Regions from separate parts of the Drosophila melanogaster genome. Here region 1 is linked to region 2. The links are chromatin contacts, called in public Hi-C maps. All regions are on one chromosome and are shown on one strand. The core of a region is the stretch at or near the end of the contact, and the rest is flanking DNA. Distances in the headings are between cores, read along the strand shown. Region 1 overlaps fipi (factor of interpulse interval). Region 2 overlaps dpy (dumpy).

Evidence for each region. A called contact is a pair of places that touch in the nucleus more often than the background predicts.
Region 1: a contact with region 2 is called in a Hi-C map of the Kc167 cell line, with 2.1 times the contacts expected there. A contact is called at or near these places in 22 of 107 Hi-C or Micro-C datasets (the Kc167 cell line, the ML-DmBG3-c2 cell line, the OSC cell line and 8 more).

Annotation. Positions count from the first base shown.
Region 1 is chr2L:4,774,968-4,782,294 of dm6, reverse strand. All of the region lies in intron 1 of fipi (factor of interpulse interval), which reads left to right. Among named protein-coding and RNA genes, the nearest start is that of fipi, 15 kb to the left of the region's middle.
Region 2 is chr2L:4,489,669-4,497,067 of dm6, reverse strand. The region is part of intron 40 of dpy (dumpy); the gene reads left to right. Among named protein-coding and RNA genes, the nearest start is that of ine, 16 kb to the right of the region's middle.

The DNA of each region.
Region 1 (7,327 bases), core at 4,060-6,559, 280 kb before region 2:
TGTCGCGCTCAACCAATTCCGCAGAGAGCTGCTCGCAAGTCCTGCTGTGAGGTCGGCACTCAAAGAAATTATGGCAGCGAAAAAAAAAACGCAATTCTTTTTACATTTATGTGACAAAAAAAAAATAATGAAATTGAATTTCGTGAATTTAAACTGCTAGCAGTTGCATTTAAAAGAAAGAAGAGGATCCCTTTAGAAGACTTCTTTCAATGGCTAAAATCGCAGCTAACTTTGAGCCGGCAATCTCTTCCAATTATAAGCATTTTGTGAGCTGCTTTTGGGGCGCTTTGATGTTTCAGCCAGTTATCGGGGCAACTTTCGTCCTGCGGCTAATGAGCTGCCTTTGGGGCAAGTTGAGGCAACTTGATCGCCTCCCTGTGGCGTTGCGATGTCAAAGCCTAATGCCATTACCATGCCTGATTACAGTAATTACTGGCCAAAGTGGCCCGCCAAAGTTCACTGCACCGCAAAGTGAGCGCTGCGTTAGCTCATAGTTGTCTAGACGCGAACAATGACAAGCCAAATTAATTGGCAAGTATATGACAGGACAAAGGAGATTGCGCATACTTTTGATTGGCGAATTGATCGCTGGCGGATGGTCATTGAACCCAGTTAACATATTAACAACAGAGTGCCCAATAGAATTTTAATGGCATTGAAAACTAATTATAGTGCCCCGCCCCTCCTTAAAGCTGGTAATCCTCTTATGCGCTTCTCAGAATTAATTAATTCAGCTCGAATATGCCCCCTGGGTGATGGTGAAATGGGAAGTGCGCACATTAATAATGCTAAAACAGTTGTCATGTTGTGAAATTTTCGCTGCCTTCGAGGCCCCGGGAAGACATCGGTGATGGTGTCCAAATAATGTGATATTATCGTGCAATTGTACACAATATTCGTTGGCTAATTATTGGTCAATTACTACATAATACATTAGCATTAATGTTTGTCAGCTGTCTTGTATAAGTTTGATATGCCAGCCATATCAATTTCACACTCTATTATCCAAAAATAAAACAAACAGCATTTGTGTTTATCTACGCTGATTTGCGAATTTGGATTACACACTCAAGTGGAAATTCTAAACGGCTTTGTTAATAAATACGCAGGATTGAGAATTCATTTTAATGTGTCTTGAAATACTTTGAAAATGAAGAAGTTCTGAGACTATGACTTGTGAGTAAAGAGTTAATTTTACATTTTACAACTAACTACAATTAGTTTTCTGCAGTTTCCATATGGCTACTTATTTAGCTTATTAACAGACTTATTGCTTTTGTTTATGTTAATATTTAATAATTCAAGAGCTAAAAGCTTTATTCTAGCCTTAGTCTTATGAAATTAAAATGAAAAAAAAAAAACTGTGTACGCCATTCTTTTCTGTCAGTTAAGCGCTTTTCTTAACTTTGTGTGTTAACTTTTTTCCGCGGTCGGGTTTTTGCGGCGAATTTACACGCGCAGGTGTGAAATGTAAATGCGGCAAAGTTGAGTTGAGTCGAGTTAAGTTGAAGCGACTGGCAGGCACACAGGCACACAGAAACACATACACATTCGTTTTTGGTTTTGGCCCTGGCGCGAACTTTAATTACTTTGGCCAAAGTTAAAGGCGTGTGCAAGTTACTCGTATAACTTTTTAATTAGTTGCCTGCCATCGCATTTGCCTTCGCAGCAATCAACGCGTCAGCAATCGGCACCAGCACGTCCTGCAGCCACTGAGTATGCTGTTCTGACTCTTCTGGTTGGCAAGGGGGTCAGGGGGTTGGGGGGTCAGAGGTCACGAGGTGGTGCTGAACATCTAAACGGCTGTCCTCCGCAGAACTTTGCTTTACACGATGTTAACATGCAGGGGAAAGTGCAATGCAAATAATAATGAAGCCATTTGATGGCTGACAGCTGTGGCATCTTGAACTTGGTTGCATATATAGCTTAAACTTGTTCAGAAAGTCTTTTTTTTTAAGAAAGCCAGAATATTATCCTTTATGATTTAATAATTTATTTAACAGAATATTTCTGAAAGACATCATGCAACGAGCATATTTATACACCCTGAATTCTCTTAAAACAACAGTGGGCCACTCTGTCATCTCTGCAGGAGAACTGGATCCTATCAAGAGTGTCCCCTCGGTGTCAATAAAACGAGGAGCTCGCTCCTCGGACTGACAGTTGCAACAGCATGATGACATTGTGGACGCCGATGGCGGCAATATGCGTGATTTATTTATACGGGTACGACACTGACGTAACCCGCCGTTATGACCATGCTCCTTAATCAAGTGTGCGATATGCATGGTGGCCCACTTGACGCCCACTTTCTCGGCCTTAATCAGTTGTGGTTATGATGGCCCACGGGCCTTGATGTGCAAACTCACCGAAAGCCGGCTAATTTGTAGCTGCTGTCTATGCGGTGCATTATTGGATTACGAGCTGCAGGGGGGGGCGTGGCATTGGGTGGGCGCAATGGGCGTGTCTGAAGTGAATATAAATAAGCCTTAACTCGCTTTCCATCCGGAGCACGAGCCACGCAATTGCGAATGTTTTATGCAATTCGGCGTAAAACAAATCACATACGCAGCACACATGAAAGCTCAATGGAAAAGCAATTGGAGGTTCCGGGAAAATTACGATGGAGGTAAATACACTTTGCCAAGGGGATTCAAAGGATACAGCAAGACGTAGCTTACAAGCGACTTAAAAACGTTAAAATACGTTCAAGAAGAATACCATTATCGGTGCCAAATGAATCTTTAATATATATAACTCACTGAATTTAATCTTTGAAGTGAAACTATTCAAGATATATGAACTTATAAATCGATTTACTTTTTGACTCAATGTGTATGCATTAGGATAATAAAATCAAAAAAAAAAAAAAAAAGAGTATCGCAATGATTGCCAACTTTAGTTTACGCAGCGAATCCTCAGCGAGTGCGTACGTGTGCAAGGGCTAGTCAATCAATCAGCCATTCAAGCCATTTAGTCAGTCAATCAATCAGAGCGCCGGCATTGGACGTGAGCGTCATTCTAATCGAGAGTCATTTTTTAATGCGCCCTCTGGAAATGTTTCAGTTGCACAGACCACTTTAAATCGAAACTTAAGTCTACACCTACTAGACGAATTTAACAGCAGTCAATAGAAAGCTCAGTTTAACTAAACATAAGCAAGATAGCATGCTAGCACTTAAGTTTAGTTAGAGATCTGTTCAGTTTAACCTTGTTCCCAGCAGCAGGTAAATTTTGCTGACCTCTTCTAGGTGTTCATATCGGTCACATTTGCCTGGTAAACGGCAACTGCTAGGATTATGAAATCTTCATGTGCAAATTATGAAGCCATTGCCAGGCCCCAAAGTCAAATCCTTGCCCGAAAACAGACTCCAGGCACTGCCTTCGAGCATCTCCAACTGAATATCCCTGCCGCAAAGTGCCCGGCAAACATATAAAAGTGTCCCACAAACGAGATATGCTATATGCACACCGCACAAGCCTCTGAATTGTTCCTTTTAAGTAGTAAAAAAAAATGGAAGGAGCATTATAAGATTATCCACACATTGCAAATGAAATACCCTTGAAAGATTGGTTGTTCTTGTCCAAGGAATTGAATTATCCAATTTGAAAAATAAAATCAGTTAAAGTAAATATTGTAGTTTTACTTTCAAGACCAGTAAAGATAATGGTAAGCTTAAGATATTTAATAAAGTACAAAATGCTTTAGCTAAAACCACTTTTTTTGTTTCCATTTTCTTGAGTGTTTGCTAGCAAAGAGAGGGTATCTTTGGGTGCGAAATAAGTTGGATGTCAGCAGCAGATCTGAGATGGTGAAAGGCCACAGAGCCCCGGACTCGAAATTGGGATCGGAGGGGAGGGAGCAATTGAAATGGCATTAACATTTAGCAAACGGCAATGGCATAAGATAGCAAAATGCCAGTGACGCAGCTGCACTTGGCCAAAATCAAACAATTTCGTTGAGCGTCTGCGAAAATTGCACGTCTGCAGCAAGTCGCACTGAATGCCATTAGGGGGCTGGAAACTCGGTTTAAATTCGAGTTTTAGTTGCCAGTCGAGAATTCAGAATCGTGAATTGAGAGTTGGGTGCACGTTTCGATTCGTTCCGTTGGATTTCATTTGATTTGCCGCCTCAATTGCGCACTTTTGTGCGGTCCAAGTCAAATAGTCAATGACAGTGGTGGCGGTGGCAGTGGCAATGGCAATGGCGATGGCTCAAACAATTCCTCTTTGCCCGGCACACAATCACTCGAATATTGAGTTTTAATTTCCGGCACCATTTTGCCATGCTGCTATGTCGACATCTGCTGCCGCAGGATATTAAAAATGAGTTGCATTTTTGTGCGCCGGCATTAGAAGCCGTGCACTTGATTTGCATTTGCTGTTGGCGAGCGATTTGATTCCTCAAGTAACACTAATGAACTCAAAGAAACTCCAAGGTTCCATGGAATTTATTCAAGTTGATGTGCAGTAAATAACTGGTGCATTGCATTGCATAGCCACAGTCTGCAGGTAATGCCAAACTTCCGGACAAAGAGCCGTACTCCTGCCATTTCGCATGCTACTTCATTAAAAGCGTGGCGGGCCAAAAGGGGTACCAACTATGCACTACCTACACATTTTTGCCCGGGGATCCGGGCAACCGGAAAGGGTTCGCAAAACCATCAAGCCTGTGGCCAGGCCAACTGACCGAAAACCATTATTAAAGTCGAGCAGCTTAAAAATATGCATTGCAGGGCGGCAACCACAGCACAAAAACAGAGCACAATGGGTGCAGCTTTCGGGCGAACACTGCGTATACGTAACATATTGCTCTCCGGCCATTTAAATGTATTTATGCAAACAGCAGCCACAACAGCGGGGCGTTGACTGCCTGCACGGAAAAGCATAGAAGAGCAGACAACCCACTCAGCAAATTGTCAAAAGCTGCTTACTGTTTTCCATACTGCAAAAGAGCAGTTGCTGAATAGACATTTGGATTAGTAGCAGAGAATTTAGTGGAAAAGGACGTGTAGGGGACTTAGTTTAAAGTAATTGGGTGTGCTAAGTGAGTGAGTTTATTGAGATTGTAAAACAGGCAGAGTAATAAAGGAATTAAGTTTATTATTCCGTTCAAATTATCAATAGTGCACATAGGATATGCAGTATAGCAAGGTTTATAGATATGCTAAAACCGACTTTGCGCCGGCAGAATGGCTAATAAGGTCTGACAGGCTGCCTTTACAGATGCAGATATCTCTGCCACACGGTGTATCCTTGACTGAAGCACAATGGAGCGAGCATAGAGGCAGGGCCAATAAGCAGTTGCTGCTTAGTGAGCTCGAAAGTGTGCAACAGCTTGGAAATAGTTGCCCACCGCACACGCGGCGTATGCGCAACGGTTTGTCAACTTGTTGTTGACAATTCGTTGTCGTCGTCGTTCCATGGCTAATGGCCTGTCCCTTTCTGCTTTCTCCTGTCTCCTTGCTCCTTTCTCCCTTCCCCTCGGCCTCGTCCTGTGTTTTTCTCGATGTCACTTCATTTCCAAGCGAGCGCCTGCAACAAATGCTGCAAATGAGCTGACAGAGGTTATGATAGTGTACATACTGCCATAACTTGGGTCAAACCATCTAGTGACGGCCACTACCCAGTTGGGTGCGGTTCTCTTGCTACCATTAACCATCAGCCATCAGCCGTCCGGGGTTCAATTAAAGTGCCAGCCATTAGTGCAAGGAGCGACATTTACATGATGGCTTCGCGCCCGCTTAATGGCTTATGCGTCGCCTTAGCACTCACTTCATTTTCATTTTCAATTCCATTTCCGCTTCCGTTTGGCCCGGCATTCTCATTTAATTACGCAAAAACGCAGTGCACACCTAGAACTCGTGCATTATTAGACACTTTCCATTCGCACATTGTGTGCCGCAGACAAAGTTGAAAGAGCTACCCATTCATTTGCGCACAACAACGGAGCGAGAAAATATGCAGAGGCATGTTTGGAAAAGTTACTAAAGTCATACATTGCACAGGCTTGGCACAGTGCCTGTTAATTGGGAGGAAAAGTTTTCTAAGCAAGATATAAATTAGGAATAAATAAGGGGGTACCATGCTAAGAATAAGAATTATATTGTACAAACTGACACTTCAATTACTATTACATATGATCTATTAGCACCTTGCTATTTTCTGAGCCTCATTTTTCACTTCCACACCACTGTGCACTGTGGACTGCTTGCGTTATTGTTCTGTTTATGTTTTTTAAGCATCTGATATATTGGCAAAGTTTTGGCCATGTCTCGAGTGCCACAGCCCCGCCCGCCATGCAAATGAAGCAACTTTGTGAGCACTGCTCCATGGTGACCACTCAGCTCGTCGCTTTGCCGCCGTGAATTTTCCGGAGAACTCCACTTTGTCGCCGGAACGAAGGCCCAGTGTATTGCCCGCTAATTGCCTAAAATATTTAAACCTGTAATGCCTCAACGTGGCGCATGTAGTGTGTGCTGGCTATTTTAAATTTGATTGTACGGGTAAATATTTGCCGAGCAAAATGCCGCGGGAAAAAGAGGCGAGAAAGCTGTTGGTTGTGGTTTTCATGGTTTTCATGGTTTTCACGGTTTGTTTGTGAGCACTGCTTTCGTTTTTATTGCATTTTACCGGTCGCATTGCCATTGGTATTGCGCTTGCATGGTCGGCACAAAGTGGCTTAGCATTCGGCACTAGTCCATTTTTGCCATTTGCAAACAAAATGCGTTTTAGGCTCTATCTCTGAGCTGCAGAGCAGCCAAACAAAAAATCAATAAAATCAACAAGCAAATATTTTGTGCATTTGCCCACAGAAAGCAACTGAGCAGCGAATATAAAATATGCAAAAGCCAACGAGGCGGCGTAAATGCGGTAGATTTATTTTTACTGAGGCCAACAACAGAGCCGCAGCATAAAGCACTGGCTCAGGTGCGGCTGTTCTGGCTAAAAATATATATTGGGCCAAAGAACTTCCTGCATGAATTCCATCCATAGAATCTGGTAACCCACAAACGGAAATAGAGTTTTACACCGGAATTTTTGGCATTCTTTTAAGCAATTTTAGGGTCCTGCTTAAAAGACAATTTCCAATACCTTTTAATATCATAGTGTAATATAGTGTATTATATTCTGTACTTCTACAATAGAATATAGAAGTGCATTTAAAAATCTTTTCTATGCCCTGTTTTGAATGTCGCAAAGGCAGGGAAAATAACATTTAAAAGGCAAAATAAACGCTGGTGGCAATAAAATATTTTGCCACATCCTCGATAAAAGCTGCGCTAGTCAGCGCTTAAACAAATAAATATTTACACTACAAAAATAT
Region 2 (7,399 bases), core at 393-2,892:
CATTAACTCAGACTGTGCCCCACATCTGGCATGTTTGAACCAACAGTGCCGGGATCCTTGCCCTGGAGCATGCGGCCAGTTCGCTCAATGCCAGGTCATCCGACATGTGCCGCACTGTAGTTGTCCCGCAGGCTTCTCAGGCAATGCTTTCTTCCTGTGCCAGCGCTTACCGCCACCACCACCAGTCCAACGGGAACCGATCAACCCATGCTACCCATCGCCATGCGGACCCAATGCAGAATGCACAAATCAGAATGAACAGGCCATATGCAAGTGCCTGAAGGACTACATAGGAACACCACCCAACTGTCGACCGGAGTGCATAACGTCATCAGAGTGTCCGATTCAGCTGGCTTGTATTGGTCAAAAATGCAAGGATCCTTGTTCTGGACTTTGTGGAATTGCTGCCACCTGTCAAGTTGTCAGCCACGTGCCTTCGTGTATTTGCATTGCGGACTATATTGGAGACCCTTACACTGGATGCTATGCGCGGCCGCCCATTCAGCGAGAGCAAATCAATCCATGCTACCAGAACCCGTGCGGAAGCAATGCGGTCTGCAGAGAGCGTGGAGAGGCTGCTTCGTGCCAGTGTCTACCGGAATATTACGGTAACCCGTATGAAGGATGTCGACCCGAATGTGTGCTTAACTCGGACTGCTCCAGCCATTTGGCTTGCCTCAATCAACACTGTCGAGATCCCTGTCCAGGAAGTTGTGCCCCTAATGCCCAATGTCAAGTAGTCAATCACGTGCCCAGCTGTAGTTGTTATCCTGGATATAGTGGCGATCCCTATCGCCATTGCCATGTGGCTCAGGCAGAACGTAAGCAGTCTTTACCCAGTCCGTCGTTTAACACATGCACTAACCAACAAATTTATCCCCAATCTGCACTCTTATGTCCCCCCTTAGCCGTCCAAGTTGTGCACTTTAATCCCTGTCAACCCTCGCCATGTGGTCCCAACTCACAGTGCACAGAGTCTCAGGGTCAAGCAGTGTGTCGCTGTCTACCCGACTACTATGGTTCCCCACCTGCTTGTCGACCCGAGTGCACCACTAATCCCGAATGTCCCAATGATAAAGCCTGCGTGAGCAGAAGATGCACCGATCCTTGCGCGGGTGCTTGTGGTCAGAACGCTATTTGTCGAGCGCATCAGCACAGAGCTTATTGCTCATGTCATCCTGGTTATACAGGTGATGCCTTCATGCGTTGCCAGTCCTTGCCTTCGCCCCAACCGATTAGGGACTCACCAGTAATCTATAGAGATCCCTGTGTACCCTCGCCGTGTGGACAGTTTGCTCAGTGTCGCGTGGAGTACGAACAAGCGGTATGCTCTTGTCTTACCTCCTACTACGGTACTCCACCATACTGCCGACCCGAGTGCACTCAGAATTCAGATTGCCCCAGCCATCGGGCATGCGTCAATCAAAGGTGCGTGGATCCCTGCCCCGGGGCTTGTGGTCTCAACGCTCGCTGCGATGTGCTCAATCACGTGCCTAGCTGTTCATGTCCCGAGGGTTATTTAGGAGATCCCTTCTACCGCTGTTACCCTGCTCCCGCGCCTCCTCCAACACCAGTTACCGTCGTAGCCGATGACCCTTGTCAGCCCTCACCATGCGGTCCCAATGCACAGTGTTCGAACGGCGTCTGTAGTTGTCTGCCCCTGTACCAGGGTGATCCCTATGTGGGCTGTCGCCCAGAGTGCGTACTAAGTACTGAGTGTCCGTGGGACAAGGCCTGCATCCGTAATCGTTGCTTGGACCCGTGTCCCGGAACGTGCGGATCAGGAGCCACATGTCAGGTACACAATCATGTAGCCATGTGTCAGTGTCCGGTTGGCTATCAGGGCAATCCTTTTGTCCTGTGCCAGCAGACACCTCTTCAAGCACCCGTGGAGCTCCATCCCTGCCAGCCATCACCTTGTGGACACCATGGAGAGTGTCGGGAAGTTGGTTCGCAGGCCATTTGCACTTGCCGTCTCGGTTATTATGGCAGCCCACCGGCTTGTCGACCCGAATGTGTCAGCGATCCGGAGTGTCCACCCAGTTTGGCCTGTGTAAATCAGAAATGCCGCGATCCCTGCCCCGGTGCTTGTGGTCACCTAGCTCAATGTCATGTAATTAACCACAGTCCACAGTGTGTGTGCCCTGCTGGATACACTGGTAGTCCTTACTCCGAGTGCCACTTAATTAGGGCAGATTCCTCACCAATTCAGCGTCAACCAATTGATCCCTGTTTGCCATCTCCCTGTGGTCCTCATGCTCAATGCAGCAATGAGGGAGGCAACGCAGTTTGCCGATGCCTAACGGAATACCTGGGAGTACCGCCATACTGTCGACCCGAATGCATTGCCAATAGCGAGTGTCCCAGTGACAGGGCGTGTATTAATCGGAAGTGCCAGGATCCATGTCCCGGCCTGTGCGGGTACAATGCCATTTGTCGAACCTACAATCACCAACCAAACTGCGTTTGTGCTCCTGGTTTGGTGGGTAATCCCTTTAACTCCTGCCTGCCCCCAACGCGTCCTGAGATTCCAGCAACACCTCCCACAACTGCCATACAAGTGCTGCAGTATGAGGAACCATTCATCAATGGTTGTGAACCAAATCCTTGTGGGGCAAACGCGCAATGCAATCAGCGAAGGGGAGTGGTCTCCTGCGTCTGTCTGCCAGACTATTTTGGCAACCCCTACGAAGCGTGCCGACCCGAGTGTATTCTGAACTCTGATTGTCCCTTAAGTAGAGCTTGTGTACAACAGAAATGTCGCGATCCATGTCCCGGAACTTGTGGCCTGAATGCCGAGTGTCATGTCATGGATCATTTGCCACAGTGCAGATGTTTCAGTGGGTATACTGGAAATCCCTTGGCGTACTGCTCGCCTGTTCCAATAATCCAAGAATGTAAGCATAAATGCAATGACAAACCCGCCACCAACTTAGATAATCCAAATCATATGTTCCCTTTAGCTCCCCTGACCCCCTGTGATCCCTCACCTTGTGGACCCAATGCCCAGTGTCATCCGTCCCTCAATGAGGCCGTGTGCTCCTGTTTACCCGAATTCTATGGAACCCCACCCAATTGTCGACCCGAGTGTACTCTAAACTCGGAGTGTGCTTATGATAAGGCTTGCGTCCATCACAAGTGCGTTGATCCTTGTCCTGGAATTTGTGGTATTAATGCGGATTGTCGCGTGCATTACCATAGTCCCATATGTTATTGCATTTCTTCGCATACGGGTGATCCATTCACACGATGCTACGAAACCCCAAAACGTAAGAATATTAATTTAAGTTCTTATGGCGTTCAAAACTTGGTTAACATAAATTTTGCCAATATTTCACTTTTAACAGCTGTGCGACCGCAAATATACGACACGCCCTCTCCCCCATATCCGGTCGCTATACCCGATCTAGTGTACGTGCAACAACAACAACCGGGAATAGTAAATATTCCCTCTGCCCCTCAACCGATATATCCTACGCCCCAGTCACCACAATACAATGTAAACTATCCATCTCCGCAACCGGCGAATCCCCAAAAACCGGGAGTTGTGAATATACCATCTGTGCCACAGCCAGTTTATCCATCACCGCAACCACCTGTTTACGATGTCAACTACCCAACAACGCCAGTTTCCCAACATCCCGGGGTCGTGAACATTCCTTCGGCACCTCGACTGGTGCCTCCGACATCTCAGAGACCTGTGTTTATAACATCGCCAGGGAACCTATCACCCACACCTCAACCTGGAGTTATTAATATTCCTTCAGTTTCACAACCTGGATATCCAACGCCGCAAAGCCCCATTTATGATGCAAACTATCCTACTACACAAAGTCCTATTCCCCAACAACCTGGCGTAGTTAATATTCCATCGGTGCCAAGTCCATCTTATCCGGCTCCAAATCCGCCGGTGAACTATCCAACGCAACCATCACCTCAGATACCAGTTCAACCGGGAGTTATCAATATACCGTCTGCGCCGCTTCCAACAACGCCACCACAACATCCTCCCGTTTTTATTCCGTCCCCTGAGAGCCCGTCACCAGCTCCAAAGCCTGGAGTAATTAATATTCCATCCGTAACGCACCCAGAATACCCAACATCGCAGGTTCCCGTTTATGACGTCAATTATTCAACAACACCGTCTCCTATTCCTCAAAAGCCTGGAGTAGTAAACATTCCTTCAGCACCGCAGCCAGTGCACCCTGCACCCAATCCACCAGTCCACGAATTTAATTATCCAACGCCGCCTGCAGTTCCTCAACAACCAGGCGTTCTTAACATACCATCGTACCCAACGCCAGTGGCACCGACTCCTCAATCTCCTATATATATACCATCCCAGGAGCAACCGAAACCAACCACAAGGCCATCAGTTATAAATGTGCCTTCAGTTCCACAACCTGCATATCCTACACCACAGGCACCTGTTTACGACGTTAATTATCCAACATCTCCATCTGTAATACCACACCAACCTGGAGTAGTTAACATTCCATCAGTGCCACTTCCAGCACCTCCAGTTAAACAGCGTCCTGTGTTTGTACCATCACCAGTACATCCTACTCCCGCTCCTCAACCAGGTGTTGTTAATATACCTTCAGTGGCACAGCCCGTGCATCCCACGTATCAACCACCGGTTGTGGAACGGCCTGCTATATATGACGTGTACTACCCGCCGCCGCCATCTAGACCGGGTGTGATCAATATTCCTTCGCCACCAAGGCCTGTATACCCAGTGCCACAGCAACCGATCTACGTTCCGGCACCAGTTCTACATATACCAGCTCCAAGACCAGTCATTCATAACATTCCTTCAGTGCCTCAACCAACATATCCACATCGTAATCCTCCGATTCAGGATGTTACTTACCCAGCTCCACAACCAAGTCCTCCTGTACCAGGAATAGTAAATATTCCATCACTGCCTCAACCCGTGTCAACACCCACTTCTGGAGTGATAAATATTCCCTCGCAAGCATCTCCACCGATCTCAGTACCAACTCCAGGAATTGTAAACATTCCATCAATACCGCAACCAACGCCACAGCGTCCTTCACCAGGAATTATTAATGTTCCTTCAGTGCCTCAACCTATACCAACTGCTCCTTCACCTGGAATTATTAATATTCCTTCTGTACCTCAACCGTTGCCATCGCCAACTCCTGGTGTGATCAATATTCCGCAACAACCCACGCCACCACCTTTGGTTCAGCAGCCCGGAATTATAAACATTCCGTCGGTACAACAACCATCAACTCCAACCACTCAGCATCCTATACAGGATGTTCAATATGAAACCCAGAGACCACAGCCTACCCCTGGAGTTATCAACATTCCATCTGTGTCACAACCTACGTATCCAACTCAAAAGCCATCTTACCAGGATACCAGTTACCCAACAGTACAGCCTAAGCCTCCGGTATCTGGAATTATAAATATTCCCTCGGTGCCCCAGCCTGTGCCATCATTGACTCCTGGGGTGATTAATTTGCCTTCAGAGCCATCCTACTCGGCACCAATTCCAAAGCCTGGAATCATCAACGTTCCCTCGATACCGGAACCTATACCATCAATACCGCAAAATCCCGTACAAGAGGTTTATCACGATACTCAGAAGCCACAAGCAATTCCCGGTGTGGTAAATGTTCCATCTGCTCCACAGCCAACTCCAGGTCGCCCCTATTATGATGTGGCCAAACCAGATTTCGAGTTCAACCCGTGCTATCCATCGCCTTGTGGTCCCTACTCTCATTGTCACAATCGATTTGGAGTAGCTGCCTGTGTTTGCCTACCCAATTACAGAGGAACTCCACCGAATTGCCGACCAGAATGCGTTATTAATTCGGACTGTCCATCATCTTTGGCCTGCATTAACGAAAAGTGCCGAGATCCTTGTCCAGGATCTTGTGCTTACAATGCCGTGTGCCGTGTGCATGAGCATGTGCCTAATTGTTACTGCCAGACTGGCTACACCGGAAATCCATTTATTTCCTGTCAACGTACACCTATAGCTCCTGTTCAACGTGAGCCGATTGAGGCGAAGGATCCATGTTATCCATCGATTTGCGGACCAAACGCTGTGTGCAATAATGGAAAGTGCAGCTGCATACCTGAATATCGAGGAGATCCCTATGTTGGGTGTAGGCCAGAATGTGTTCTCAATACAGACTGTGCTAGGGATAAGGCTTGCATTCAACAAAAATGCAAGAATCCGTGTCCAGGCACTTGTGGACTACAGGCCTTGTGTCATGTGTACAACCATGTGGCCACCTGCTCTTGTCCGGAAGGAATGCAGGGCGATGCCTTTGTGAGATGTGATCCAAAACCCAAGCCTCAACCGCCTGCACCAGCACCACCCACAACATTGCCGGCCATCGTACCGCAACGTGCTCCGATTAATCCCTGCCAGCCGACTCCCTGTGGACCCAATTCCCAGTGCAGAGCTTATCATGAGCAGGCGATTTGCTACTGCCTGCCGAATTTCATTGGCACGCCACCAGGCTGTCGTCCGGAGTGTACCTCCAACTCGGACTGTCCCCTCGACAAATACTGTCTGAATCTCAGGTGTCGCGATCCTTGTCCCGGAGCATGTGGCATTCGTGCCATTTGTCATGTCCAGAACCACGGTCCCTTGTGTGTGTGCCCACCCCATTTGACGGGTAATCCCCTACTGGCCTGTCAACCCATAGGTATACCAGAAAAATCGCCCAAGCAAAAAGACCACTTATCTAACCCCACTGTTTTAGTTATTCCCCCTGTAGAGCGTGACGAAGTGAATCCCTGCCAGCCCTCGCCTTGTGGCCCGAACTCCGAGTGCCAAGCCACGTCCGGCGGAGCTCGCTGCTCCTGCCTACCCCAGTATCATGGCACTCCGCCCTTCTGTCGGCCGGAGTGCGTGAACAGCGCTGACTGTCCGGCGGACAAGGCGTGCCGTAACTACAAGTGCATTGATCCCTGCCCCGGCAGCTGTGGTTTCTCAGCTCTCTGTCGTGTGGTGGCCCACAGTCCTGTGTGCTATTGTCCCGAGGGCTATGTGGGCAATGCCTACACCCTTTGCTCTCGACCAGAGCCGAGTCCACCTGCCGTGGTGATCCTGCCTTGCAATCCCAGTCCCTGTGGCGTAAACGCATTCTGTCAGCCGCACAACGACTTGAGCGTTTGCCAATGCCTGCCGGGTTACTATGGCAATCCCTCTGAGATTTGCCGACCCGAATGCACCGTCAACTCGGACTGTCCAAGCCACAGGGCTTGTATGAGCGAAAAGTGTCGCGATCCTTGTCCCGGAGTTTGTGGTCTTAATGCCCTCTGTCAGGTCATTAACCACAGCCCAGTTTGCGAATGCCACACGGGGCATGTGGGCAATCCCTATCACAGCTGTCGCATACCACAGCGTGAA